4 separate regions of the Mus musculus genome follow, and all the other regions are linked to region 4. Evidence: chromatin contacts called from public HiChIP or PLAC-seq and promoter capture Hi-C data. All regions are on one chromosome and are shown on one strand. The core of a region is the stretch at or near the end of the contact, and the rest is flanking DNA. Distances in the headings are between cores, read along the strand shown.

What was found. Promoter capture Hi-C pulls out the DNA fragments that hold promoters and counts their contacts. HiChIP or PLAC-seq counts read pairs in DNA pulled down with a chosen protein or histone mark.
Region 1: a contact with region 4 is called in a promoter capture Hi-C map of frontonasal cranial neural crest, with 3 times the contacts expected there. The contact joins the promoter of Shd here to the promoter of St6gal2 in region 4. A contact is called at or near these places in 2 of 39 promoter capture datasets (embryonic stem cells and frontonasal cranial neural crest).
Region 2: an H3K4me3 HiChIP or PLAC-seq map of forebrain shows a contact between it and region 4, with 19 times the contacts expected there. The contact joins the enhancer-like site here to the promoter of St6gal2 in region 4. A contact is called at or near these places in 4 of 39 promoter capture datasets (the 3T3-L1 cell line, cranial neural crest, frontonasal cranial neural crest and 1 more) and 2 of 115 datasets of contacts at active chromatin or transcription factors (forebrain and neural progenitor cells).
Region 3: an H3K27ac HiChIP or PLAC-seq map of neural progenitor cells shows a contact between it and region 4, with 12 times the contacts expected there. The contact joins the enhancer-like site here to the promoter of St6gal2 in region 4. A contact is called at or near these places in 5 of 39 promoter capture datasets (the 3T3-L1 cell line, frontonasal cranial neural crest, hippocampal neurons and 2 more) and 2 of 115 datasets of contacts at active chromatin or transcription factors (astrocytes and neural progenitor cells).

What each region holds. Positions count from the first base shown.
Region 1 is chr17:55,968,783-55,975,684 of GRCm38.p6, forward strand. Shd (src homology 2 domain-containing transforming protein D) reads left to right here and starts at 1,700. Exons shown (of 7, transcript NM_009168.2): 1 at 1,700-1,917; 2 at 2,589-2,935; 3 at 4,006-4,111; 4 at 4,195-4,371; 5 at 5,106-5,214; 6 at 5,452-5,571. The coding sequence starts at 2,657.
Region 2 is chr17:54,751,858-54,759,399 of GRCm38.p6, forward strand. No RefSeq gene overlaps it. Among named protein-coding and RNA genes, the nearest start is that of Gm32055, 97 kb to the right of the region's middle. Within about 2 kb of position 1,929, at least 24 of the 459 cell types and tissues checked have an H3K27ac peak or open chromatin away from gene starts, as enhancers often do. A contact at or near this core is called in forebrain, where this site is marked.
Region 3 is chr17:54,892,870-54,900,383 of GRCm38.p6, forward strand. No RefSeq gene overlaps it. Among named protein-coding and RNA genes, the nearest start is that of Gm32055, 44 kb to the left of the region's middle. Within about 2 kb of position 3,467, at least 32 of the 459 cell types and tissues checked have an H3K27ac peak or open chromatin away from gene starts, as enhancers often do. A contact at or near this core is called in neural progenitor cells, where this site is marked.
Region 4 is chr17:55,442,523-55,449,426 of GRCm38.p6, forward strand. It overlaps St6gal2 (beta galactoside alpha 2,6 sialyltransferase 2), which reads left to right and starts at 2,860. Exons shown (of 6, transcript NM_001347403.1): 1 at 2,860-3,287.

The DNA of each region.
Region 1 (6,902 bases), core at 450-2,949, 530 kb after region 4:
GTGTACTTCCTTCCATCAGGCTGGGAACCAGGAAAGGCAAGGTCCTGATGCCTCCCTCAAGCCAGGAGCCTTCCTACAGCACCCTCCAGACTGCAGGCTTCCCAAGGCAAGCCCTGCATCTGCCACCAGACCACAATTAGGCAAGACCCGCCTCCCTATCAGCCAGAGTGTTTTGGTCCCCTACATATACATGCCTGGATTTTGGGTTTTTGAGTGGGCCTCACTATGTAGCCTAAAGGTATGGCTGCCAGCCTTAAAGACCTCCCCTTCTGTCCCCCTGCTTTGGTACACTTACCCTCCCGGATTTGAGGGGCATCGATTCTTATCCTGCTGTTCCCTGAGGCCCCAGTCGCCCCGTGTGTGCCTCAGGATGGAACAGTCACACTGTTCCTGAACAAGAACAGGGTTCTGTCCCATGCCACCAACAGGGTACATGGAGTCTGAGACTCCGTGGGGGACTATCCAAAGCAGGCCGAGGCAGAGACAGGACTAGTTCATGGGGACTGGCAGAGGCACAGGGAAGTGGATTGTTCTGGAACTGCAGTATAGCAGATTACATGGCCTTCATAGGCTATACAACCCACTCATGCATGTTTTCCCTGTGCTTTCATTTGGGTTTAAGATGCTGGGGGCCAACACTACCCTCTCAGCTGCCCCCAGCCTTTGGGTTGTACTTCTAAATGCGACAGGGATAGAGCATGTGAATTATAATCCGGAGTCAGTGTGATACAGACTGACCCCCGTCCCATCTTCCAAGTCATCCAGAAGGTTTTCCCAAGGTAGTTGCCATGATCCTCCTCCCCGCTATCAGAAGAGTTTACTGCTCTGGCTTTTTCTGTTCTTACACGCGCAGGCGCGCTAACATACACACACACACACACACACACACACACACACACACACACACAGGCGCCCGCGCCCCAATGGAGGCTCTGAGGCGACAGAAAGTCAAGTGCCGTTTGATTCTGCCTCAGGCCCCCTGATTGCTATTCCTGCCACGTACAGGCTCCATGCGAGAAAGCTCTTGACTACACCAGCACACACAGGATCTGGTGACCCCTGGGGACGCTGCCTGACAGAGATAGGAGTGGGTGGTTAGGGGGACTTAGCCTACTCCAGATGCCGTGCTGGCTCTAGGCCTCAGTTTCTCTGCCTGGAAAACAGAGCTCACAGTGGACAAGAGGATGACCGCTCTCTCTGTGAGCCACCAGTGCCATCCTAGAGATGTCCAGGCACAAATGGTCAGATGGGTGGCTTGAGTTTCGCTCCACACACAAAGCCTTTCTATGCCTCAGTTTCGCCAACCTCAACGTCTCAGTCGGTAGGGCGCTTGCTAGTATGCACAAAGCCTGGAGTGTCATCCCTAAATGCTGGGAGACTGAGGCAGGAGGATCAGGAGTTCGAGGTCATCCTTTGCTGCAAGTGAGTTGGAGGCCAGCCTGGGCTACATGAGACCCTTAGCAGTAACTCTTGCTGTCAATGCCTCCTGCACCGATTACCAGTTGGGGAGACTAAGGCGGACAGACAGTTGGCCATGGCTTTTGGGTCACTCTGGCTGACTACTGCCCGCCTGTCTCTCCTTGGGGTTCGACCTCCTAGCTCCATCTGCAGCCCTTGAGGTCTGAGCCCACCTCCCTCCCTCCGCTCGCGGACCCGCAGCTGCCGACGCCTCCCACCCCTCCCCCTCGCCCGGCACAAAGCGACGGACGGACGCAGCGGTGACGGACGACGCCTCCCGCCCTGCGCCACCTCCAGCCGCGACCCTGCGCGATGCTCGGGCCTCTCGCCCAATCCCTGCCCGGCCCTGGTCCCAAGGGCAACTCGGTCCCCACGCCGGTGGTCTCGTCCTCCGGGATCCTCCAGGGTCCGAGTCCTGCTGTCTCCACCCCGGAGCCACAGAAGGTCTGAGGTCTGCAGGTCTGTCCGCAAGGCGGGACCCAATGGGACGCGGGTGTTCTCGCCCCTCCGGTGGCCCTGAGAACCCGGGCCTGGACTCAGTGGTTTAAGTCCCTTTTGTTGTGCAGTGGCGGCGGCTGCAGGCGGTTAAGGGATAGGGGAGGTTAAGGGATTGAGGGGGCGGTGTGGAGCAGGAGTTAGGGGACCGGGAGGTTAAAGGAAATGGAGGGGTCTGGAGATTAAGGAATACTGGAGATGGAATTAAAGGATTCAGAGATTAAGGGATGGAGATAAAGGATTGGAGGTGTGACGGGGGCGGGGTGTGAAGGATCAGGGGTCAAGAAATCTGGGTAATTCGGACTGGTGGGGCTCGCGGGATCGGACAGCAGCCCCACAGGGAGTACGACCCTCTGGAGTGGCTCAGCCTCTGACAACTTTATGCATGGAGCTGAAGGGGTAATGTGAAACAGCCCTGTTGACATCACACCTGCAACACGGACCCTAAAGTTCGCAGTTCCCGCAGACCCTTGGCCTGCAGCACCAGGGTCGCCACCTGCTGCCCCCTCTGCTCTGAGCCCAGCCAAGGACTTCTGACCTCCAATCTTCCTGTCCTCTTCCTCTTCTCTCTTCTCCCTTCTTCCTCCCCCCTTTTGTCTCCCCCTCCTCTTCTCTCCCCTCCTTCCTCCCCCCAGCCCCAGGACGAGCTGCAGAGCTAGGCATGAAGGTCCTTGTTTGACACCAGCATATTTTGGGGGCACCAATGGCCAAGTGGCTCCGAGACTATCTGAACTTGGGCAGCCGGAGGCCGCCTCCGCAGCCGCCCACCCCCGACTACACCGAGAGCGACATCCTGCGGGCCTACCGCGAACAGAAGGACCTGGACTTCGAGGACCCCTATGAGGATTCCAATGGCCGCGCTGAGCCAGAGGTCACCGGGTCCGGTGACCCCAAGTACAACTCTCCTAGGCACCGGCTGATCAAGGTGGAGGCTGCAGACATGGCCAGAGCCAAGGCTCTGCTGGGGAGCCCGGGGGAAGAGGTGCGTGGAGGACCTGGACGGGTGTTCTGTCCCTATCACCCTGGGTTCCCCACCTCATCCCCCGCCCCCTGGGGAGTCCAAGATCTTCTGGGCTAGCCATTATCCCCCTCGGCCCATTCTCCCTTCAGGGAGACAGAGGGTAGGTGTTGTTTTTGGTTTGTGTGAGACCTGGTCCAACATTGCCCAGGCTGACCTAAAACTAGCTACAATGAGTTTGAACTCCTGATCCTCCTGCTGCCTGTACTTCTGAAGTGTGTGTCACAGGATGACAGGCATGTGTCACAGTCACTGTTTATGCTGTGCCTGATGGAAGCTGGACCTGGTGCATGCCCTGCTTGGTTTTACCGAAGGCTGAGACCCCTTTAAGGTCGAATGACCCTTTCACAGGGGTTGCCTAAAACCATCAGAAAACACAGATAATAAATTTTAAAAATCATAATTCATTTTTTAAAGTTACAGTTATGAAATAGCAACAAAATTATTTTATGGTTGGGTGTTGCGGTGTTAGGAAAGTCCAGAACCACTGCTCTGTTGGTTTCGTTTGGTTTGGTTTGGTTTGGTTTGGATTGGTTTGGTTTGGTTTGGTTTGGTTTGGTTTGGTTTGGGGACAGGTTCTCCCTGTGCAGTCCAAGCTGCTCTAAAACTTGTAGTCCTCTTACCCCACAAATCTCTGGAAGGCATAAGAGAAGTAAGGAACACAGAGAGACAAGACACACTGGGATCAAGGCCTGCCTCGTACTCATGTGTGACCCTGTGTGACTCTCTCTGTGCTTCTGTCTCTTCACCTGTAAAGTAGGCCGATATCCTTACTAAGGGCTTAAGGGCTGGTATTAAAACAATATCAGCGAGAGGCCTGGGCTCAAACTCCCAGAACCTACTTAAAGAGCTGAGTGTAGTGACATGGTCTTGAAACCCCAGCGGCCATTGGTGAGGCGGGGACAGGATGATACACGTGAGACTCCCTGACCAGCCTAGCCCTGAGAAGTGTGAAACGGCCCAGCAAGGGCAGTCAGAAAGTACAGTACCCCACAGCAGGGTCATCCAGAGCTAGCCCCAGCCTTTCCCAGCAGCCGGAAGCAGAAACTGAGTACTCAGACCCTTTTGATGCCCAGCCTCAGCCACCAGCCCCCAACAGTGGGTACATGGAGCCCTATGATGCCCGGAGCGTCTCCAGTGGTGAGCACACATGGCTGGGGGGGTGTGGGGAATGTGCTGTTGTGAGGGGAGGGTGACCAGTGTCCCCCCACACCCCACCCCAGAACAGCCAAGCAGAGCTGTCCAGCTTTACGATACTCCATATGAGGAGCAGGCTACGAAACCAGAAGATGGAGGGTCTTCGGGCCAGAGCCGGAGGCCCCTGGAGGATGAGAGGCCAGCAGATGAATACGACCAGCCTTGGGAGTGGAAGAAGGATCACATCTCCAGGGCTTTCGCAGGTATGCTCAAGGCCGAGCCCCTCCAAGGCCTCCTCCCTCCAGTGCCTCAGTTCTCACTAACGTGTGTGAACGGCTGACATCTGCCAATTCTTCCCCAGAGAAAATCCCTTTGCAGAAAGGGCTTCTAGAGTAGAAGGGAATCGCCTTGTTCTCTGAGGTCTTGGGAACCTGCGGTCATTACAGGGCCAACCCAACAGGGTGATTGTAGACTAAGCACTAGAATGCGCTAGGTTTTGTGGGAGCTAGTGAAAGGCAGAGTGGGGGTTTTAGGAGCTGTCCAGTGATGGACTTGGGTCAGACAATTCCTTGCTCAATCAAGTAAAGGGGCAATAGGATCAACCTATAGAATATCAAATAACCCAGGTCGGGAAGAAATGGGGCCATGACTTGAACCAAAGCTAGCCTTCCACCATGTGGGTCCTGGGGATCAAGCTCCAGTAGTAGCCCAGGTTCCCCACACACATCTTTACCTTTACGCTGAAGGGAACCCCTGATTACACTTATCCCTGTTGGCCACACCCCCTGTACTCTGATTTGTCAGTCAAAGCACCCCCCCCCCCATCCCCTACCTGATTTCTGGGTGGCCTTGCCATTTCACTTCCACAGACCAATCTCAGCCCCTGAGTCAGTCCTGTCCTATCTTAGGCCCCATTTCCACCACTGAAATCCCTTTGGAGAGCTTTTGCTCTGCCCCCTGAGTGAATGAGACTTAACCTCTCTTTCTCCTCTTCCAGTGCAATTTGATGGTCCTGACTGGGAACGGACTCCATGCTCCACCAAGGAGCCCTGGAGACCACAGCCTGCGGAGCGTGTGGATACAGCCCTTGCCCTGGAGAAGCAGCCGTGAGTGCAGTCCCTGGAGGAGGGGTGGCCCCTAGGACTCTTACATCTGTAGGGGAGCTGGGGCCTCATTCATTCATTCATTCATCCATTTCTTTGGTCTCATGTAGCCCAGACTGGCCCCCACGTTACACGTCCAATGGAAGTGTCTCGCTTTGCCCTGGGGTCCTGCCCTTTTACTCCCCTCAGCTGTTTGAAGTCTGTGCCTCTTCTTGAGGTGTCTATCTCCACCCTGCCCAGGTGGTTTCACGGCCCCCTGAGCCGAGCAGAGGCCGAGAACCTTCTGTCCCTCTGCAAGGAAGGCAGCTACCTCGTTCGGCTCAGCGAGACCAGGGCTCAGGACTGCATTCTGTCTCTCAGGTGAGACCCAGCCTTAGGGACACACTGGGGTGATCCTCCCAGTCCAGTGAGCGGAGCTCTGGGAGAGTGTGTGAAGCTCCAGGGGTAGTGGGTGTGGTTCCTGGGCCAGTGGATGGGGCTTTTGGAAGGTGGGCGGGCTTTCCAGGCAGGTGGGTCCAACGGGGAATGAGCTTGGAAGCCGAACCGATCCAAAGCTCTGGTTGTGCTGGGAACCAATGCCCAAGGTTCTTATAGTTCTTTTGAATGGCCTTGTCCAAACCTTGAAACGCTGTCTGTTTGAAGACAGATTCTCAAAATGTTTAGAAAGCACTTGAGTTTCAGGCTCTATTTCCTAAAAATGCCTGAAAGTGTAACCTAAAGTGCAGCATCACATGGCCTGTCACCCCCCGGGGATTGGGGCAGGCAGGAGGATTTTCTGGGCTACATGAGACTGTCCCAATAAAAGCAGAGAAGGGGGATGTTGGAGAGATGGCTCAGTGGTTATTGCATTTCTAGAGGTCCTGAGTTCAATTCCCAGCAACCACATAGTGGCTCATAACCATCTGTAATGAGATCTAATGCACTCTTCTGGTGTGTCTGAAGACAGTGACAGTATACTCACATAAAATAAATAAAATCTTTAAAAAAAAAAAAACTGGAAACAGGGCTGGCTGGAGAGGTAACTCAGTGTCAGGGTACTTGCTGTTTTTCAGGGGGACCTGGGTTCAGACCCACATCATGAGGCTCACAACTGCCAGTAATTCCAGCCCCAGGAAATATGACACCTTTTCTTTTCTGATCACTATCTCACTATCAGTACTGCAAACACACACACACTAAAACTTCAAGGCAGTGGTGGCCCATGCCTTTAATCCCACCACCAGGGAGGCAGAGGCAGGTGGATCTCTCTGAGTTCAAGGCCAGTCTGGTCTACAGAGTGAGTTCCAGGACAACCAGGGATACACAGAGAAGCCCTGTCTCTAAAAACAAAACAAAACAAAAATTAAATAAGTAAATAAAATAATAAGTAAATAAATCTGGGCTGATGCGATGGCTCAGTGGGTAAAGGTGCTTGCCGCCAAGCCTAAAGAATTTGAGTTCAATCAGAGGATCTGCCTGGTGAAAGGAGAGAATAGACTGGCACGAGTTCTCAAGGTATCCTCTGACCTCCACGTATGTACTCCTGATACGTGCACGAACACACATACACACACACACACACATACATAAATACACATACACATACATACACACACACATACATAAATACGTACATAACTTTTAAAAATTTTTTAAAGGGGGCGTAGCAGTAGAAGCAGGCTTTTCACTGACTCAACATCAGTTGAGTATCT
Region 2 (7,542 bases), core at 679-3,178, 690 kb before region 4:
ACGAGTAACATTTCAGCCTAATCAAGGGAGCAGTTAACTAAAACGATATGACTATCCTAAGTGTATATGCACTAATCTCTGGGACTCTCAATTTCATTAAAAACAAACAATCAAATAAAGCCCAACAAACAAACAAACAAACAAACAAACAAACAAACAAACCCTAGTACTGGATTTTAAGACACAGATTAACATCATTCTGTTAGTAACAGTTCATTCCAATATCCTCCTTTATCTAATGACCAGTTCATCTGGACAAAAACACAGACAGAATCACACAGAGAGAAACGTTAGACTTAATTAACATCACACACTAAATGTATTTAATAGTTACCTATTTTTTTTCCAAATCTAATTCAGCACCATGGAAATCTGACAAATGTTTAAATCTTTTTTGTTAAACATTACAGCATGGAAGTTATTAACTGGTAGACAAAGTCTCTTTCAATTAGTTTTTAACCTAATCGCAAATGGCCTAATATGCTGGACATAGGGAAGAGAAAAAAATTCACATTTCTCTGTTCTTTCATCTTTTTTTTATGTAAAGATATTAAGAATATATAGGAAATGACACAGGATTTTTTAAACAGTTATAAAACAAGGTGAATGCATCTATGACAGATATAGAAAAGTAGATCCTTTCTACTAAGCCTTAAAAGAAAGTTTCGTTTACTTCCTAGATAGTCATTGCTTATAGTTTTCCTGTTGAAGAAAGCCAATTATACCTTCATCAGACTGGTCTCTCCAATGCAGTGGTATAAAATTCTTTGTTCTCTATTCTGCTTCAATTGTAGTCATTTCTAAACCTGCTGGTTAATATGTTTTTAATATATTAAGAAAATATATATGAGCAAACAGAAAGATATTAAAAGATGGCATACTCCACCTTATTTTATTATTTAACTAAATAATTTTGTTTCACTTGGTTTACAGATTTTAATATAAATAACTCACTGATTAACCCACATTATTTTTCAGAAAATTTTGCCATTTTCAAAGACAAACAATTTATGTGGAATTTACACAATAGAACACATCTAGGTGTAGGCCAAGTGAGAGCTTTCCTCCATACTCAGCATGCCTCACCAGAAATAATGTGATTTGATGGATTCCTATATAGAGCAGTGAGATGCCTGCAGGTTGCCAGAGTCTCACACAAGCAACAAGGATGAGGTCCAAAAAAGGAGTCATGATCATTCTTTATGAGATGACAGTAACTCTTGGGGAAGGTATAACAAATGATCTATCAGGGGTGCCTCTACTGCTACCATCTGTCATAGTAGGTGTCAGAGAATTGTTCAGTATCTACTGGCACTGAATGTAGAAAGACACAGATGTTCCTGTGGAAGCAGAAAACTTATCAAAGCCCAGCTAAGCAGAAACATAAGTGCAGTAGTCCTGTTTGCATGCCCAGAGTTTGTATTTGAACTCAACCAACTTTATATAAAAAGAACTTGGGAAAGACCATCTGTCCTGAGCCTGTGTAGATTTGTTTAAGTCACTGCTACTGGCCTAACAAGACATTATAATTTGTTCAGCAATTTCCATTGAATTAAGTAGCCCAAGTAATCCAGATCTGTTTATTTTTATACTTTAATCCAAGCATCTCCAGTTTTCACAGTACAAGTGAAGTATTCTCAGAGTTCTTGGAGCAAATTGCCTGCCATTGTCAAGGGCTGACGTCATGCTGTGCTCTTTCTCTCCTTTGCACTCCAAAAGCAACTCAGAGCTGTTCAGGGTAGCTGAGAGATACAATGTTGGTTTCCTTTACTGCAAAGATGATTCTCCATCTGGGGTTCTTCTTTACAGTGCAGGCCTGGAACATACAGTTGGGCATGGAAAATAGAGCTTCGCAGGCCCAACTGTCAGCATCTGGGTCCAGCTGTTTTGGTGTTGATTATAAGCCAGCTGCTCATCTCCTGCTGACTCATAATGCTGCTGCTGCTGCTGCTTTTCTGGAAGAAGAACTCACTCCCTTGTCAACATCCTGAGCTCACAGGGTTGTCTTGGCACAAATCAAATTTTCCACCCAGGAGTTGTTGTTGCCTTTCAGTTGCCTTATCTCCCCAGCCCCCCACTTACCACAATCCTTTACAATTTGCATAACTTGTCAGGTTTCATTTTAATTGTTTTTATTTTTAGCTAGAAAGTCGTCTGTCTGCAGCTTTTGCTAATCCTGGGATCCAAAGGCATCTTTTGCAAATCCAGTGATCCAAAGGATCAGAATTAGAATCTGAGTTTAAAAATCACACAGAGATCATTAAAAAATCCTAAAACTTCAAAGGTGCCCTGATGGTATATTGTCTGCATTAGTGCAATGGTTGCAGCCTCTGTCCTCTTTGCATGAATGATATGGTTAGCATCCTCACAGATTAACATTAGAACTGCAGTGTGTCTTGCTCTTGTGCCCAACCTTCTCCCTCCACAGACACTCATTTTGTCTTTCAAGAAATGTGTGTTAAATCTTCATTTCAAGCACTTCATTGGAAGATAAATAGTGAGAATATAGAAATGAAGCTGTACAACCTATGATCTGTTCTCCTAGCCCAAGAAAGAAACAGGTGAATATGTAGGCTAAAGTAGTAGACACTGAGCAATTTTCTTTTAAACCCATCGTCTTGTCTGCTTTTGCATTAAGTATGTATAGGAATAAGTATGATTAATAAATGTATTTAAAATATAAGCAATTTATAATAAGAAGCCATGTGTTTTAATTCTTTCTTGCCAAATTTTCAGTCTTTCCTTTGTGATTTGAATAGAGGCAGGGTTGGAGGCTAGTATCTTCCAGAAAATATTCTTGTGGCTAGACACAATGAGTTAAGAGGTTTTAGTGTTTATTCATAAGTTGACACTTGTACATTGCAACACCACAGCAGCCCTGGTTTGTAATTATTTGGCCTGATGATGTTTCAAGGTTGTAGTGGAATAACTCTACTCCCTTATCCCAATTAGACAAGCCTTGCTTTTGGATGATGAATGAGGGAACACTGAAGCTGAGTGAGATTTTTGCAAAATGTTCCAGAACCTCACCCAGCTTTAAGACATAAAACCTTCCAAACAATTAAAGACTTGGTTTATATGTGAAATTTTGGTAAACTTGAAAACAGAGATTATTTCCCCCTCTAATTTAATAAGAAGTTATAAAAGAAAGTAATGGCTACTCCAGTCAGGTCAATCCCTGGAACAGCACAAGGAAGCGCCAGGTCCCACTATCCCTGATTAGTTTAGCCATATAACTGGTTGTCATAGGTCATACTGTGGTTCTTGATAGCCATTGCATCCTCTTACTACACCCATCACAGGTAAGTGTGTGTGTGTGTGTGTGTGTGTGTGTGTGTGTGTGTGTATTACTCTCTAGTTGAAATGATCAAAAGGATTAGATGATGTAGTCTTGTTAAAGTAGGTGTGGATTGTTGGGAAAGTATGTCACTGGGTATGAGATATGAGGTTTCAAAAGCCCATACCAGGCTTAGTAGTCTTCCTCTGTCTGCTACCTACAGATAAACATCTAAATCAGTGATTGCTCCAAAACCATGCCCGTGTTATCCCCACAATAATGTTAATGGAGTAACCCTCTTAAACTATAAGGATGTCATTAATAACACACTTTCTTTTATAAATGTTTCTATCCTATTCTGGGTTTCTATTCCTGAACAAAACATCATGACCAAGATGCAAGTTGGGGAGGAAAGTATTTATTCAGTTAACAATTCCAAATTGCTCTTCATCACCAGAAGAGGTCAGGACTGGAACTCAAGCAGGTCAGGATACAGGAGCTGATGCAAAGCCCATGGAGGGATGTTACTAGCTTGCTTCCCCTGGCTTGCTCAGCCTGCTTTCATCCCAAGACTACCTGTCCAGGGATGGTACCACCTACAGGCACCCCTGCCACTGTGCCTTGATCACTAATTGAGAAAATGCCTTATAGCTGGATCTCATGGAAGCATTTCTTCACCTGAAGCACCTTTCTCTGTGATAACTCCAGCTTGTGTCAAGTTGACACAAAACCAGCCAGTACAGTTGCCTTGGTCATGTGTCTCTTCATAGCAATAGAACAGTAAGTCAACATCTAATAATAAGACATTGCTTTTCTTGGGGAGCATGACTCTGGGAGAATTGGTTTGGAGGAACAAATGTTTGAGTAATGTGTTTACATATTTGGAATAGGGCATAGGCATCTGGAATTTGGTTATGTATACTACTTTTTACTATGTATTCCTTGTCTCTCTTTCATTGAGTTTGGAGCTCTGTTATGCCAACATCACAGGATGTTGGGAGTTATATGTGGTTTATGGCTCAGTCTCATTAAGCACGAGCTAAAGGAAATACTTGAGGTTTCTAAAGGAGGTTCTTAAGACTTACCCCCAGGCTACAGGTGTTGGTAACATTGGTAATACATATATATGATATCTACCGGAAGAATCATGATGAGGTAGTTGTGGAAGGCAAGTGTTGGGTAAGGAATAAATATGGATGGAGAGTCTGGTGTTCTAGTGTCCCTTGCTAGAGATTAGCAGTCATCTACAGGAGAAGAGTCTAGCTGTTAATGAGACTATGCTATGCTGTCTATCTGTAGAAGAGAGTGGACAGGTGGAGGTGTCATGTATGGCCGGTGTTTATTTTTTCGTAAGAATCCAGTCTCTTTAGGAATCAGAGTAAGGGCTCTTGGCAGTTGATGTATGGGTTTAGAGGCATAATCTGGAACTGTCTACCTATAGTGGCTATGTGTTAGAAAGCAAGCAGGTCAAGTATTCATTGGGGATGTTTCTATGGTCAGGTTTTATATTAACCTGTCTAGACAGTGTTGTGCTGGAAGGTATTTCCAGCATAGCATGGTCTACTTTCTTCTACTAGTTTCCTCATTTCCTGCCCATGCTATTCCTGTATTTTAAAATGTTTCAAATTGAGCTCCTGATTTACAACATTTTCAGTTTTAAGCCAGCAGTTGATGTGATGCAAAGAAGAGTTCTATTTTATATTTTTCTCTTGGTTTCTAAGTGAGATATGTGTCCCTAGGTTGGAACAAAATAGAAAATATGAAGTGTTTTCTTAGACATTTTAAACTCGGTCTTTACATCACACAGGAAGATGAGGATTCGGTAATCTCCCTGGTCAAATAAGGGTCTGTTGACATATTATTTAATAAGGCAGAATTTCATTATAAAGACTAATCTGACCAGAACATAGTTGTGAAAGCTTAAAATCCTAACAGTGGGAAGCACAGGCAGGACGATTTTCATGTTGAAGACTACTCAAGATAGGTTTATGGAATAACATGTTCTGGACCAATTCCAAATAATTATTTGCTCCCTGCTTTCATTTTTTGTTTCCTACAGCATTCACTGTAAAACTTGAAGCTACTAGAGAAAAATACCAAGAAAAGAAGAAGGCTAGCTCTCTAAAACTGCATCCCAGAAAGTCTACATTCAGGCTTTATAAATTCACCGGAATTTTCACATGTGTTCCCAGCAGCTACTAGACTCACTGTTTTCTATTTCATACACCAATTCAACTTTTGTTTCTAAATATGTAGCCCCTCCCCCACATGTACAAATGCCCCAATTCTCCAGTAAATCTAAAAGAAGGTATTAATAAATAAATTTTCAATTATCTTTTCTTACTGTAAGGATAATAATTATGATTTGTAAGTTCCTTATATTTGGAAGCTCAGTTTGCAAACTCTGGCACAGCCATTCTGGGCACAGGGATGTGGTTTCTGTCCCTGGAACATGGCACCTGTGTGAGGCTCCAGGAGTTGCTGAGCCAGCATGGTGGGGAAAGATAAACATGGTTACTGCCCCTGGAAAATATAAAGATGAAATAGAAATTATGAGGGGCTTCAAGAATCTGAGAGAACAAAGGCACCTGGATTAATGAGCCCGCATGTCAGAAAGATACAATGGCAGGCAGATTCCTGAGTTTAAGTTTGATCTGGGAATCAACAAGGAGTGTTAGAAATGATAATTTCTGCCCAGGTGTGGTAAAATGGTAATTTCAGGGCAGGGTCCCACCAAGCTAGATTATCCTCTGTGCATAAGTAAGACTGGAGTCTCTAAATTCTGTGCAATGTTAAGAAGAAAAAAAAAAGAGTATGCTTGCTGTCTCTTTTTAAAATTATTTTTTAGATATTTTCATTATTTACATATCAAATTTTATGTTCTTTCCTCCTTTCCCCTCCGAAAGTCCCCATACCATCCAACTTCTCCCTGCTCATCAACACACCCACTCCTACTTCCATGTCCTGGCATTCACACTGGGACATCGAGCCTTCACAGGATCAAGGACCTCTATTCCAATTAATGTCTGACAAGGCTATGCTCTGCTACATATGCAGCTGGAGCCATGGGTCCCTGCATGTGTACAATGAGTTGGTGGTTTAGGCCCTGTAATCTCTGGGGTACTGGTTGGTTCATATTGTTCTTCCTCCTATGGGGGTGGAAACCCCTTCAGCTCCTTTCATCCTTCCTCCAGCTCCTCCATTGGGGACCCTGTACTCAGTTTAATGGTTGGCTGACAGCATCCACATAAGTATTTTTCAGGCACTGGCAGAGCCTCTCAGGTAACAGCTATACCAGGTTCCAGGCAGCAAGCAGTTGTTGGCATCCACAATAGTGTCTGTGTGTGGTGATTGTATATGGGATGGATCCCCAGGTGGGGCAGTCTTTACATGGCCTTTCCTTAAGTCTCTGCTCCAAACTTTGAAACTTTGTCTCCATATTTCCACCCGAGAGTATTTTGTCCCCCCATCCCCTTTTTGTATAGCCTTGGCTGTCCTGGAATTCATTCTGTAGACCAGGCTGGCCTCGAACTCAGAAATACACCTGCCTCTGCCTCCCAAGTGCTGGTGTTAAAGGTGTGTGCCACCACTGCCTGGCTTTGTTCCCCTTTCTAATAAGGACCAAATCATCCACACTTCGATCTTCCTTCTTCTTGAAGTTCACATGGTCTGTGAATTGTACCTTGGATATTCTGAACTTTTGCACTAATATCCAGTTATCAGTGAATGCATATGATGTGTATTCTTTTGTGATTGGTAAACTCACTCAGAATGATATCCTCCAGATCCATACATTTGCCTAAGAATTTCATGAATTCATTGTTTTTAATAGCTTAGTACTATTTAATTGTGTAAATGTATTACATTTTCTGTATCTATTCCTCTGTTGAGGGACGTCTGGGTTCTTTCCAACTTTTGGCTATTCTAAATAAAGCTGCTATGAACATAGTGGAGTATGTGTCCTTATTACATGTTGGAGCATCTTCTGGGTATATGCCCAGGAGAGGTATTGCTGGATCTTCCAGTAATACTATGTCCAATATTTTGAGGAACTGCCAAACTGACTTCCATAGTGGCTGTACCATCTTGAAATCCCACAATCAATGGAGGAGTGTTCCTATTTCTCCACATCCTCTACAGCATCTGCTGTCACCTAAGTTTTTGATCTTAGCCACTCTGACTGGTGTGAGGTGGAATCTCAGGGTTGTTTTGATTTGCATTTCCCTGATGACTAAGGATGTTGAACATTTCTTTAGGTGCTTTTC
Region 3 (7,514 bases), core at 2,217-4,716, 550 kb before region 4:
CCGACTAGGCCATCTTTTGATACATATGCAGCTAGAGTCAAGAGCTCCGGGGTACTGGTTAGTTCATAATGTTGTTCCACTTATAGGGTTGCAGATCCCTTTAGCTCCTTGGGTACTTTCTCTAGCTCCTCCATAGGAGGCCCTGTGATCCATCCAATAGCTGACTGTGCGCATCCACTTCTGTGTTTGCTAGGCCGTGGCATAGTCTCACTAGAGACAACTATATCAGAGTCCTATCAGCACAATCTTGCTAGTGTATGCAATGGTGTCAGCATTTGGAGGCTGATTATGGGATGCATCCCTGGATATGGCAGTCTCTAGATGGTCCATCCTTTTGTCTCAGCTCCAAACTTTGTCTCTGTAACTCCTTCCACGGGTGTTTTGTTCCCAATTCTAAGAGGGGGCAAAGTGTCCACACTTTGGTCTTCGTTCAGTTAAAAGAATTCTTAACTGAATATTTGATAATAATTAAAATAATTTCAAAAAAGTTTGCATTGTTATTTTTATTTAATAACATTGTCAATAGTGAGAATGTCATTGCATATAAATGTATAGTAGAAAATTGTAGTGTGTTTAAGGCCAATTCATTTGATCATTTTTATGATTCTCAATTCAGCAACTCCAAAAACTACTTTTAAAATCAGCCATCCAAAAAAAATATGATTCAAAGATATGCTAACATGCAATGACAATAGGAAAACACTTATATTTTCACAATTAATCTGAAGAGTTTCTATAAGAGTGGAAACTTTGAATATACAGTAAAACATTACACTTCATAACATACAGTAGCATTTGATTGAGTTGAGTAACTACTGGCTTTATATGGCATGATGACATGTGCTGAGTGGAGTACCAATATTCAGAATCAAAGCTGCATGAAATAGAGTGACATAAGTTGGACAGCTATTGCTCTAGATGCCTTGGGTTCATTGTGGTTTGGGCTTTAATTTTTTGACATTAAACATTTAGAATCCTTTCACTGTAAGCAAGTTTATCATGACTCTCTTAGAGGTAACAACACCTTCATCCCCAGTTTGAGAACTAGGGCCATTCAGTATCTTTTTTTTTCAATTAAATGATTCCTTCCCCCAATCTGACCATAAGTAAGGGGTATACAGACAAGAGGCAGATGTTGGGTTTATCAAACAAGGGACAATGCCAAAAGGGAGAAGCTAGTTGTTGGGTGCCAGACATGGGGAAATAAAGGAGTGGGAGAGACCCATCTCACCAGAGCTTGGAGACACTGGGTGGGTGGACACAAGACACTGCAATTCACTCTCCACACTGACACTGGGTGGGTGTCTGGCTGTGGGAAGCCACATAAACCCATTCTGCAAAGGTGGGGAGAGAGAAGTCTGGGGTCCCTGGGCCAAGGACAACAGGTTCTCTGTCTCAGACACCTGTGAATGTCATGGAAGAGCTGAGAATGAAGTGGGGGCCCTGGAGACGGCTCAGTCAGGCCTGGGGCCGAAGGGAGAAGGGGTAAGGGGAGAAAGCACTAGGTGGTTTCCACTCCGGGGAGAGTCTTTGGTCCAGTCTGGTGGCTGGAAGCACTGGAAGGCCTTCCCACAGGAGATTAGATGCAGCTCTTTAGGGGAAGGCCTATTCCATTGCTCTAGCACAGTGGGTCTCAATGAGCAAAGATGATCCATGGTTTTAGAGTTTTATTGTACTAAAGGAGAGAGAGAGAGAGAGAGAGAGAGAGAGAGAGAGAGAGAGAGAGAGAGAGAGAGAGAGAAGAATAAAGAAGCAGAGGGTGGCCATGGCCACATGGAGATGGGGAAAAGGATGGGGGAGAGAGGGGAGTGAGAGGTGAGAGTAAGAGACAAGAAGAGAGCAAGAGCTTAAGAGAGAGTAGATGGGCCAAGCAGCCTCTTTTATACTGATCTGGGCTGCCTTGCTGTAGCCAGGTAACTGTGGGGGTGGAGTCCAGACAGAATACCAGGAAGTTGGGGCATTACCTGCATGGCTGATAGCCACAGGCTTATGGAGTTGAGGGCTCATGTCAGGAGCCTATGTCTTGGAACATGGCAAATGGGCCTTCCATCCCTTGCAGATTAATCTGCTGGGTCTCTAGGGTTTAAACCTAGCTGAAACAGAAAACAGGCTGCCTTTCCCAGTCCCACAGCTAGTGATAATCAAGGATGTAGACAAGGTTAGTATCTGCTTACCATACTCTGTTACTGTTTACAACACCTCTGAAATAAAGTATTTGGTGGTAATAGTTATCGGGATATGTTTCAGAAACTTGAAGCCCATTTTTGTCACAATGAATCTTGGAAAGGTGCAAGTGTCTGCTGAATGACATTTGATGTGGGAAGTTCAAAACTCTATCCTAAGATCATGCTAATACTTTTATTTTCTAGGTGACATTCTATGAACATTCTATGAACATTATATAAAGAGTGACTACCATGCTCAGACCACTAACTACTTCACTGCCAATTGCCTTTACTCCCATTTCTTATTCTCACAAATGACCTTAAATTCTGTCCTTATTGAGTAAAAATTGAGGCTTGCTCTCTAGTGTCAACATGCTGAGTTGTGAATAAGTCAGTTCTAAAAAATCATTTCAGTTATTGATACCTGGCATGTACTTGGCATGTGGGCAATGACAGTCTGTCTGTAATATTTGCATGTTTAAAGTGATTATACTGTGAATTCAAGGAAATTTATGGAGCCTTGTAAATTCCTTTAACCAGAGGAACTTGAGAATCCATTTATCACTCATTGTGAATTGCATTGTCCTGTACCACATGAAGACTGCCCTCTTGGTCAAGGGTAGAGAATGCTTCTGCAATTACCTTAGTTTTTCTCTGTATTACTTTCTAGGGTTATGCTGTTCAGAATGGATCTGAGAAAGTAACTGGCTGGAATCTGTATTCGCTGAATTTATTCATATACTTAAACCCCATGTTTTTGGCATCTATAAACTAGGGGGACAAACTTCCATGAAGGAGTTTGATGGAAGAGAAAATACTTTTGAAGTTTTGCAGAGACTTTAACTTCTTTTTATTTTGTCATAATACATGGCAAAGTGGATCTAAATTGTTTCTATATTTGTGCCTCACTCTTGTGTCCACAATATACTAACATTTTTAAAAAATAAAACACTATCCTAATACATTGGGTTTAGTGGTTTCAATTACTAATATCACACTGTAATTTGTTGGTTACAGTGGATACCCTCCTTCCTTGCGTGAAGTACTGATGCTGCACAGAATATCTTTTTTTACAATCTATACAGCCTCTTTTTGGCTTTCGCTCTCAGCATTTGTACCACACCAAAGTGAACTAGGAATGATCCAAAAGTCTAATCAATCTATGCTATTCAGTGTGATTTGGCTTCCAACGCCTTCCTGTTTTCTTGCTTGCCCTGACTAAATTATAAATGGGTCCTAAGCACATCGCTGGCCAAATAATTAAAAGCAGGCAGAAGACAAAACTGAATACTGACAAGACTCTGTTCTGCTTTGGCTTGTCCTAGTCACTGAGAATTTGTGGTTGAGGGCAGCTGCTGCAGAGAAGCAAGCAAGCAGAACATTCGGGATCTCTGGAGAGATGCCAATTGCAATACATTAGGCCTTTTTGCTTAACATCCATACAGCTCAACTTTCCTGACTGTGCTCCCAGCTCGTGAAAAGTGGTTAGATTACAAGGGCTTCTGTCTTTGTCCTAATTTGAGAGAATTATTTTTTTCTTTCACTTCACCACTGCTCCTCCCAAGTAAATCCAGATGTTTGGTTCAGTCGTGTCTCCTTTGGATATAAAATCCTGAAACTTCCTCTCAGATTTGGCTGAAGGATGAAGTATCTTTCAGTGGTGGTACTGACTCACTGCTTTCTCTGCTCTAGCAGAGGTATTTCTGGAACTAGACGCAAACAAAAACAGGAAGAGCGATGGATATTAGCTAGGAGCAGCAAGACTCAGCCTCTTTCCTACCTGCCTCTTTTCAATCACATCTTTCTAAGTTTCTCCTTAAAGTATCTTTGCTTGTCTAATGAGAACATTTAGTAATCCTGGGACAAACTCCTCAAACTTTCAGGGATGTTTTTTGGGGGTTGGGAGGTTTTTAACAATTTCTATTTATTTAAGGAATATGGACTAGTTTAGATAGCTTATTCCTTCTTTAACTTTGGTACATGGTATCTGTCAAGAAAATTATCCATTTCCTGTAGATTTTCCAGTTTTGTTAAGAATAAGCTTTTGTAGTAGGATCTGATGATCTTTTGAATTTTCTCAGTTTCTGTTGTTATCTCTCTCTTTTCATTTCTGATTTTGTTAATTTGGACACTTTCTCAATGCCTCTGGCTAGGGGTTTGTCTATCTTATTGATTTTCTTAAAGGACCAGCTTTTGGTTTTCTTTCTTTCTATTTGGTTGATTTCTGCCTGAGTTTAGCTATTTTTTGCCTTCTACTCATCTTGGGTGTGTTTGCTTCTTTTTGATCTAAGGCTTTCAGATGTGCCTTTTTGTGAGTTTTTCAAGGTATAGTAGTATGGGCTTGCATTTGTGTTTTATTATGGTCTGCATGGCCTCTGTCCAGGCTCTTTTGTCTTTTAGTGTCCCTGTTGAGAAGACATGTGAAATTCTGATAGGTCACAATAGTCATGGATTCACCCTCTGAAGCCATAAACAAGCCACCAATTAAATGCTTCATTTTATATATTGTCTTAGTCATGGTGTCAGTTCAGGACAGTACTGATAACAGTATCATAACAGAAACTAAGAAAAGTGTCATTTACATTTTATTGGATATATAGGATCTTAAATAGAAAGGTTTATGCCCTATTTTAGAGCTATTTGTATGCTAGAATGGTTACAGGGTAGATTCAACCCTGCAGATTTACAGATAACTATGGGCTCACAAGGCTAATTACTTATGAATTGCTTCATTATACAAAGCACCACACTAGTGCATAGAATAGTCTTATTTCAAAGCTGTATTTTTTACTGCATTAATGTTGTCAAAACAATGTAATAGCCTAAAGCACTATGCTATTAGGACCATTTAATGTGGAATAACATTAAAATTCAGGTACAGTTATAACTGAAAAGAGAAAATGGCAGAAGAGGGAGAAAAAGAAATATAAATGAGTCATGGAGTGGATGTCCATTAAGATGACCACTAGTGAAATTAGAAATGCCAACTCTTAGTGGGAAGAGCAAAGGATGCATAGAGGTCACCATTCCCTGCTGAGTTGTTGATCACCACTTTCATTACCTTACTATAACACTTACTATGAAGATTATTTCTTACCCTCCCTCTATCTGTTCTCCTGAATCTCGTTGGTGGACAGTCAGTTAAAAGTAAAAACTGCACTTCAAAATAACCTAAGTTCAGGTCTTAGCACCTACTTCAGAAAGCTCATGACTGCTTGGAACTTCAGATCCTTTGTTGTGGACTCCACTAACTTCTGTGGACACATACACTCTATGAACACACATAGTCCTGTGCATGTAGACTCAAAACTATAAAAAAATTAATAGACTTTAAATAGTTATGCTTACCATTTTCACTGCTGTACCCTTATTGCTGATACTTGCCCATTCATTCCTTTGTAAGCACACATTTATCAAACTGACAGGGTTGACTTTGTAAGACTGACAAAGATGCAAGTTTTTATTTAAAGAATATATCTGTTCTCATTGTTTTCCATAATCACTCTTTAGAAAACTAGTCAGGCAAAAATATATCAGCCTTTGGAGCTGGGTGACAAAACACACAGTATGCTATGGCTCTAAACTTGGTCCCTGGAGTCAGAGTGTCAGAAGCACAGAGACACTTGTTAAAAGTGCAGATTCTTGCTCTTTTATCCCCTTTCCTACATTTTTCCTTCGCTGTGCTTTTACTGTTCTTTCAGGACACCATATGCAGCTAAAGTTTCAACTTTACATTCCTTCTAATAGTCATTTGTATGTTATGCTTTTGTGGTAATCTACCACCGTTCTTTTTGTTTTTAATTTTTTTCATTTTTTTCCCATTCTTGTCCAACTGGCATATTTTATTGCTTATTTTAGTTTCTTTTTTTTAAAATTAGGTATTTTCCTCATTTACATTTCCAATGCTATCCCAAAAGTCCCCCATACCCTCCCCATACCCTCCCCCCACACTCCCCTACCCACCCACTCCAACTTTTTGGCCCGGGCGTTCCCCTGTAGTGGGGCATATAAAGTTTGCAAATCCAATGGACCTCTCTTTCCAGTGATGGCCGACTAGGCCATCTTTTGATACATATGCAGCTAGAGTCAAGAGCTCCGGGGTACTGGTTAGTTTATAATGTTGTTCCACCTATAGGGTTTCAGATCCCTTTAGCTCCTTGGGTATTTTCTCTAGCTCCTCCATTGGGGGCCCTGTGATCCATCCAATAGCTGACTGTGCTCATCCACTTATGTGTTTGCTAGGCCCTGGCATAGTCTCACTAGAGACAGCTATATCAGGGTCCTATCAATACAATCTTGCTAGTGTATGCAATGGTGTCAGTGTTTGGAGGCTGATTATGGGATGGATCCCTGGATATGGCAGTCTCTAGATGGTCCATCCTTTTGTCTCAGCTCCAAACTTTGTCTCTGTAACTCCTTCCATGGGTTTTTTGTTCCCAATTCTAAGAAGGGGCAAAGTGTCCACACTTTGGTCTTCGTTATTCCTGAGTTTCATGTGTTTAGCAGATTGTATCTTATATCTTGGGTATTCTAAGTTTCTGGGATAATATCCACTTATCAGTGAGTACATATCATTTGAGTTCTTTTGTGATTGGGTTACCTCACTCAGGATAATGCCCTCCAGGTCCAACCATTTGCCTAGGAATTTCATAAATTCATTCTTTTTAATAGCTGAGTAGTACTCCATTGTGTAAATGCACCACATTTTTTTGTATCCATTCTCTGTTGAGGGGCATCTGGGTTCTTTCCAGCTTCTGGCTACTATAAATAAGGCTGCTATGAACATAGTGGAGCATGTTTATTTCTTACTAGTTGGAACATCTTCTGGATATATGCCCAGGAGAGGTATTGCGGGATCCTCCGGTATTACCATGTCCAATTTTCTGAGGAACTGCCAGACTGATTTTCAGAGTGGTTGTACAAGCTTGTAATCCCACCAACAGTGGAGGAGTGTTCCTCTTTCTCTACATCCTCGCCAGCACCTGCTGTCACCTGAATTTTTGATCTTAGCCATTTTGACTGGTGTGAGATGGAATCTCAGTGTTGTTTTGATTTGCATTTCCCTGATGATTAAGGATGCTGAACATTTTTTTTCAGGTGTTTCTCAGCCATTCAGTATTCCTCAGGTGAGAATTCTTTGTTTAGCTCTGAGCCCCATTTTTTTTTCCATTTTTTATTAGGTATTTAGCTCATTTACATTTCCAATGCTATACCAAAAGTCCCCCTTACCCACCCACCCCCACTCCCCTACCCACCCACTCCCCCCCTTTGGCCCTGGCGTTCCCCTGTACCGGGGCACACAAAGTCTGCGTGTCCAATGGGCCTCTCTTTCCAGTGATGGCCGACTAG
Region 4 (6,904 bases), core at 1,610-4,109:
CCTGCTTGAGCTCCAGTCCTGACTTTCTTTGATGATGAACAGCAGGATGGAAGTGTAAGCTGAATAAACCCTTTCCTTCCCAACTTGCTTCTTGGTCCTGATGTTTGCTCAGGAAGAGAAACTCTGACTAAGACAGTGAACAAGCTCAACCTGGGAGTCACTTAGAAAATGGTTTGAATTTCTAAAAATATTCTAAGATATGTAACAGGCACACTGAGGAAATGACATGAGAGAGAAGAAAGAGACAGAAAACCTAGCTATGAGAATGTCCCCAGTGATAGATGTATGAGAAATGGAAATTCTAATGATGTTATTGTCTGAGCATTGCTCATCAAGTATTGGATTATCACACTGAGATTCACAGATATTGACAATTATATAGCTCTTTCTATTTATGGAGAGACTTTTAAGAAATTCTAAATATTGTCTTTGGGGCAAAGGAACATAATACACCTTAACTCTTTAGATATGTGTGCTCCATTTGAATTGTCCACAGAAGTCAGAAAATTAGTAAAGGGTTCTGAAACTTTGGGGTGAGTAGTCAACAGCAAGAAGAAAGAACATGTTGATACGAATCAGAATTTAAAAAAAACAGGAAAGGTTAAATGGGGTGGGGATGGAAGGATAGTTTAGAGGAAGAAGCATGGGACAGGATAATTAACACCATGGTCCTTGTTTAAAAAAAAACACATTGGCAAAGTCTTCTTGCAATTTAAACATACACATATCTAAAAAGAGTTTAAAAGGAGTTACTCTATAATGGGGCCACACTGCTCCTACCAGACACCACCGAGTAATGAGTAATAAGTAAAAAGTTTTGTGCCAGGAGGGGCTTCCTTTTTATGAATTCTTAGACTGGGGGGGGGGGTCCAGTAGACCCTTAATATTACAGTTTTCTTTCCCTCAACTGCTGGTTCTACTCCAGACCTTGATGGTAAGACCCTGTTGACAAAGACACCACACACATAAGACACAGAATGTGTTCAAACCAAGCTGATACTGAGTGATGCTTTCAGAGTCTATTAGCAGTATGGCTATGGGTTATGGCAAGGATGATGGAGAAAGCCTGAGTTTAACACAGAATACAAGTTAATATGAGCACATACAGAAAAAATGGATTTTAAAATGCTTCCTGGCTTTTTAAAAAACATTCACTTGGAATTGAAAGGAATATTCTAGAGCCAGCATTGCTCTTTAGTAGACCAATGGAAAGAACCCTGTCTACCCTTGTTTAGGATTCCCCCGAGCAGACCAACTAAAGCATGGAAAAGTATTTCATTTATCATTACACTCCGACAGAAACCAGCATGACATACAGTTTTCTGCATTTAAACTGCCTTCATGATTTACCTGGGAAGCAACAGATTTCCAGGTCGGCCCCATTTATTCTCTACTTAGATCATAAATAGTAAACTAAGTTAACTTACATTTCTATGACAGCAATTTGCATATTTGTTTTAAGCTGGGTAAATTTTCTACAGGCACAAAGTCCATTGTTGTCTTGGAACACCTAGTGTTTTGGTTTTGTTTTGTTTTGTTTTTTGTTTTTGTTTTGTTTTTAAGGTAGGCATGAAGGCATCATCTTTGAAGTACTTTTGAAAAATAGCAATATGGGATAAAAAACATTCACAGTCTGTAAGAAATGTTATAAATTGCCAGGTGTGGTGGCGCACACCTTTAATCCTAGCACTTAGGAGGCAAAAGCAGGAGGATTTCTGAGTTCGAGGCCAGCCTGGTCTACAAAGTGAATTCCAGGACAGCCAGGGCTATACAGAGAAACCCTGTTTCAACCCCCCCCCCAAAATGTTATAAATTGAGGATTTTTACTTTGCAGTGAAACATTGTAAGGATGCTACTATGCTTTTTATTACATGAATTGATTTGTTGTTACATTTAAGGACTAGAGAATGTATAATCCACTTTTAGCACCTTGTGCAGCATACCTTGCTGGTGCTTGCAAACGTACCCATTAGACAGAAGACAAAGCCTAGAGTCACAGTTTACATCACTTCAGTGACTAGCAGAGTCCATCGTGGTGAATTGTGGGAAAGGGCAGAGCACAGAATTAGCCATAGCGTATGTATTTCTCATATATAAGACGCAGTAATTAATGAGTGACAGACCATCCCTTCAGGCAGTTCTTAGAAATTCCAAGTGTCAGAAACAGTTAACAGAACTGGGGAAACCAGAGAAAGCATCGCCCAGGTACACTTGACCACACACAATGAATTTTACTCTGTGGGTTTAGTTTCCCGGTTGTTAAATGTCTGTAAACTTCTAGATTGAGTTTTGCTCATCTATCATGATGCCTAGCCCCAAACACATAGTAGGCACTCCATGCGTTCTGAATAAGTTGGACAACTAGCTAAAATATCTAAAACAAAACACCTCGACTAGATAGATGAACTTCAAATTCAATACATTCAGTGAAGAATTTGTCTTGTCCTTTTCTAACTACGCATGAAAACTTGTAGGTAACACTCACATCCAAGGGGGCAAAGTTCAGAGAAGCATGTTTACCCACAACCAGGGACCGCTGTGGATGCCTTTGAAAAATAGGAGGGTTGCAGTGACAAATGGGCATTAGCACTTGAACACACTCACATACTTTCTATCTGCGGCTCCCACAGCACCGCTCTTGGTCACCCCTACGCCCTAGAGAGAATGTGATCACCTTTTCCAGGGTTGGATGGATGGATGGAGTTGGCAAGTGGGAAGCTCTCAAAGCAGCACGTCCCCAAGTGTGTCCCTGCACTGTCGGGCGCTTCTCAGCAGCAGCCAAAGTGAGAATGCGGGCGGCTTGAGTCGGCCTGAGTCTGAACAAAGGGAGCCAGCGGCCCAGAGGATGCTGTGCTTCTCACACTCCACCCAGCTGCCTGGCGCGCAGGTAGCCCGGCTTTTGCTCTGTCTACAGAGGGCTGTGTGTTCGAAGCCAGCACACAAAGACTCACTTCCTCCCGGCCAGCTTCCCAGACCGCCCTGCCCACCACCGGCGGCCGGTGGCATTCCAGAGGCCACCACCGGGACATTCCTGTGCCCGGGTGCCAGGTACTTGGAGCAGAAGCCATTCGGGGAGCCCTTGGAGCCGCTCAGCTGGTGAAGGTGGCGGCTGGGATTAGCACGCCTTTTTAGGCAGCCGCGCCGCCCCACGCAGCGGAGTCTGCAATCGCTGTACGACAGGCAGGCTCTGCGTCGCCAGAGCGTCCCCGCCTGCGCTGGCCGCGGGGCAAGCTGCGGGCCGGAGCGCTCGCGGGAGGCCGATCAACTCCCCAGCGCCTAGCCAGCAGGTAAGCTCGGGCTGTAGATCGGAACGGGGAAGGCGGGGTTGTGTGCGGAGCACCAGGCCCGCTGCCTCGGATCGCCTGCCCTCGGGGCCACCGGCAGAGGTGCCACTGCCACGCGGATTGGAACAATGAGGCGCGCAGCGCGGAGCTGAGCGCAGCCACGCACTGCTGAGAGGCCAAGCTGCAGCCGGCGGCAACGCGGTCATGCCTTGTCGGAAAGGAGACGGCTCCTACACAGGGTCGCCTGAGCCCCTAGCGTGGCCGCGGAGCTTCCCAGGGCATCCGAGAGAGAGTAGGAGCTCGTGGTGTGCGCGCTCGCTCATCCGCTCGCTCGCCCGCCCTCCCGCCCGCTCGCCACCCGGCAAGCCCTCCTGCCCTCTAGGCTGCGGGGGTGGGGTGGGAGTGGGGGATAAAATGTGACCCTCAGGAATCCTACTGAGGCTCCAAGTACAGGAGTAGCAGCACAGGTGTAGGGACAAACTGAATGAGTACAAGCACGCAGGTCTGTGAGGTCTGAGACCTGCCGTATCCTGCTGGAATCTCCTTGGCCAGTTGCACTGAGCTAGAGTTAGATAAGCTCTGCGAACAGAAGCCAGCGCTGTATGTGGAGAAACAACAGGGTGAGCGAAAGGAGGGCTTGCACTTGGACAGGTGGACATAGTTAACTGTGGGGATGAAATACTGTGCATTGGTTTGATTTGATGTGATTTGCTTGTGAAAGGTGGAGATTTTTTTTTTAATCAAATTCCCACACCCATCTTCATGCAAATTAGCGGGCTTGCAGCTTAGAGAGCATCCTACCTTTTCTTTCTTTCTTTCTTTCTTTCTTTCTTTCTTTCTTTCTTTCTTCTTCCTTTTGTGGCTATAATGTTCATGTGCAGAGGGATTTTCGGGAGCCTCCTAAAGTCAGTGTTAATTCTTATACACTTGACTGGCAAAAACTCGGCGTTTGGGTTGTTTTACTTCCCACCGTTTAGAGTGGTTATGTGATAAATTCTTTTGAATTCAGAAGATGGCATCTATCTTTTTTGGACTTGATGGTACTGGTGCAGTGGGGCCAGTGGAGTTAAACTCATGGCTCGATGCAAATTAGGCCTTCCAAAGAGAGATGAATAGTGTGTTTAGAGAAGCTGTGCTTTCCAGGAATTTAAATGAGACTTTTGTGATTGCCTTCCAGCTTCTCCTTATGTGTTTCCTGGTGTATAACTTATAAAGTAGAGTTGGATTCCTAAAGCTTTGTGAGATGGGGAGGTTTGTGTACCTGGATTTTGGTAAACTTTGGGGAACAGTTCTGCTGAAAATTTGAAGAGAAATAGGTCGTGTTTGGTGGAAATCATTGTCTCTTGGACAACTGAACAGTCTGGTGTGTAGGAGTATACTGTAGCCCTTCTGAGGACTGCCTTTTTGGGTCAGGAGACGCCTTGGCCGCCTTAAACACCACACTTTCTGCATATTAAAACAAAGCAAAGCAAAACAAAACAAAACAAAACAAGACCTAACAGGAATTACCTCTTCAACCTTTATTTTTCATGAGTGTTTGGGTGGCAAATTTGGGGTGACTCTTCTTTTTGAAGGGAAAGCAACGTGTGGCCCCTTAGCCGCTTTTTCCATCACTATTTTTTCTGAAACTGACAACCTTTTTTTTTCCCCACTTTGTTCTAATGCGTTAAAATGACTGTCAGCAACGGTGGTTGAATATAGTAACTGAAGTAAAGACAACATCAATAGACGAAAACGTTCTTAATTTTATAAGTCAGGAGGATGCTCAGACATGCAAAGAAGGGGTCCTTACCTGCTTCTCACTATGACTGATAGAAATTAGAGCATGCTCTATCCCTTTTTGTTTGGTGAAAATGACGCTTCCTGAGTTGTGAACTGAATCCTTTGGGGAATTTTGAGGTACTTCTCTTCTGATAGAGCTACGAGCTCCACCTTTATGGTGCGGGTGGTATGCACAACTTAGAAAGTAAAGGTAAGGATGACAACACACACCTGCAAGAATCAGGTTGAGCTATGTTAATATCTGGAAATGTATAAATGATGTAGTATGAAGGAGGGGCAGTCATTTGTGCTTAGTCCTGACAAAAACCAAGAAGGAATGGATTTGAGTTTCTGAGTGCACCCAAGCCAGATCTGATCAAGACTGATCAGCTTGTATGTTTGTTGCAGAGAAATCTTGTCCATACGTCCTGTTTCTAGGGCTTTTTATTTTTTCTTCATCTTCTTCTGAGATTTGTTCTCATTATGTGCAGATACCTTGATAATATTCCAACTTAACTCTTATCCTCTAGTGTAGAATGTATCAACTCATTTTTCATAAGTGTTGATATACATATTCTTGGGCTGGTACAGCTTCTGCTTAGATAAATAAACCTCAGAAAAGCTTGGAGGCATGTATCCCATGGGAAATTTTTAATTAATCTGCAGGTCTGTTGCCTCGTTTCTGATAATCTGAATAAAAATATCTCATGCGTGATGATAGGATATAGATTTCTCTTAGAGTATACTGTAATATGCTACTCCCACTACATTGTGCTTTTCCTTCTTTGGAATATTTTGGAGTGTGAGCTTAACATTTAATTGTTTAAATTAATGTCTAATTCAACTTGGTCTAATGTCTAAGCAAAAAATGAGTTTTGGTCACTACATGTTAAGTTTCAAATTTTTTTAAGCCTTAAAACTGGAAACTCATTCTTCACCAAAGATGACAATCACATATAAGAGAAACAATTTCATGAGGTCAGACACTAATTTTGGAATCTGGCGGGAACAAGTGCACATTAATGCCAGTTTTCAGTGTTTTTAGCACCAACTATTGATGAGAGTGCCAAAGACTAAATGGGTTATGGATAATGACCAGCTACTGTTAGTAAATTAGCATGGCTTCACTTTAATAAAGCACCCCCTCTCTTGAAAACCCTCCACTGTACCACTTTTGAGCCGTGCTTGTAAAGGTTAGCATACCTTCAGCACAGAGACTACAACACTGGGCAGAGATGGATTTATTAGGTCTCAAATGTAAAGTATATTATGATTCCAAGTTCTCTGCACCCCATTTAATGGATAGTGAACAGCTGCAGTGTGAAATATATACTCAGTCTGCATGTGGAATGCATTAAGATAGATATAAGGCCATCATCTTCAGGCTTTGCCGGGGCTGGTGGTCTGGTCCAGCACTGCTGTTCATCCTAACTTGGACATGTGGTAGAAGCTAGGTCTCCACAGTGTCGGCCACCTGTGTGTCCTGATACAGGGGCAGTGGAGAAGAGTGGGTCTGCGATAGGAAATGCTCCCACCCTCAAGCATGTTGTCTCTGCATGATTTCTGTAAGCCTGTTCTGTCTCCTACTGCCACCCAAGCTGCAGCCTGTGTTCCTCTTGAGTACAGAATTCCAAATTCAAGGTGCAATTTGGGCCCGGAGAGATGGAATCATGTGAAGACTGAGTTTGCCATTTTGCAGCTATCTTTCTTGAAGAACAAAGTGATCAAGAAAGCTGACAGCCAGTGGCCTTGCAGCCACTTGACTTATCCTGGAGGAAGTCTCCCTGAACCAGGAGTTCAGTCTCCAGAGCTGTAAAGGGAAAACAACAGAGACCAAATCTACTTCAAATTGACTTCTA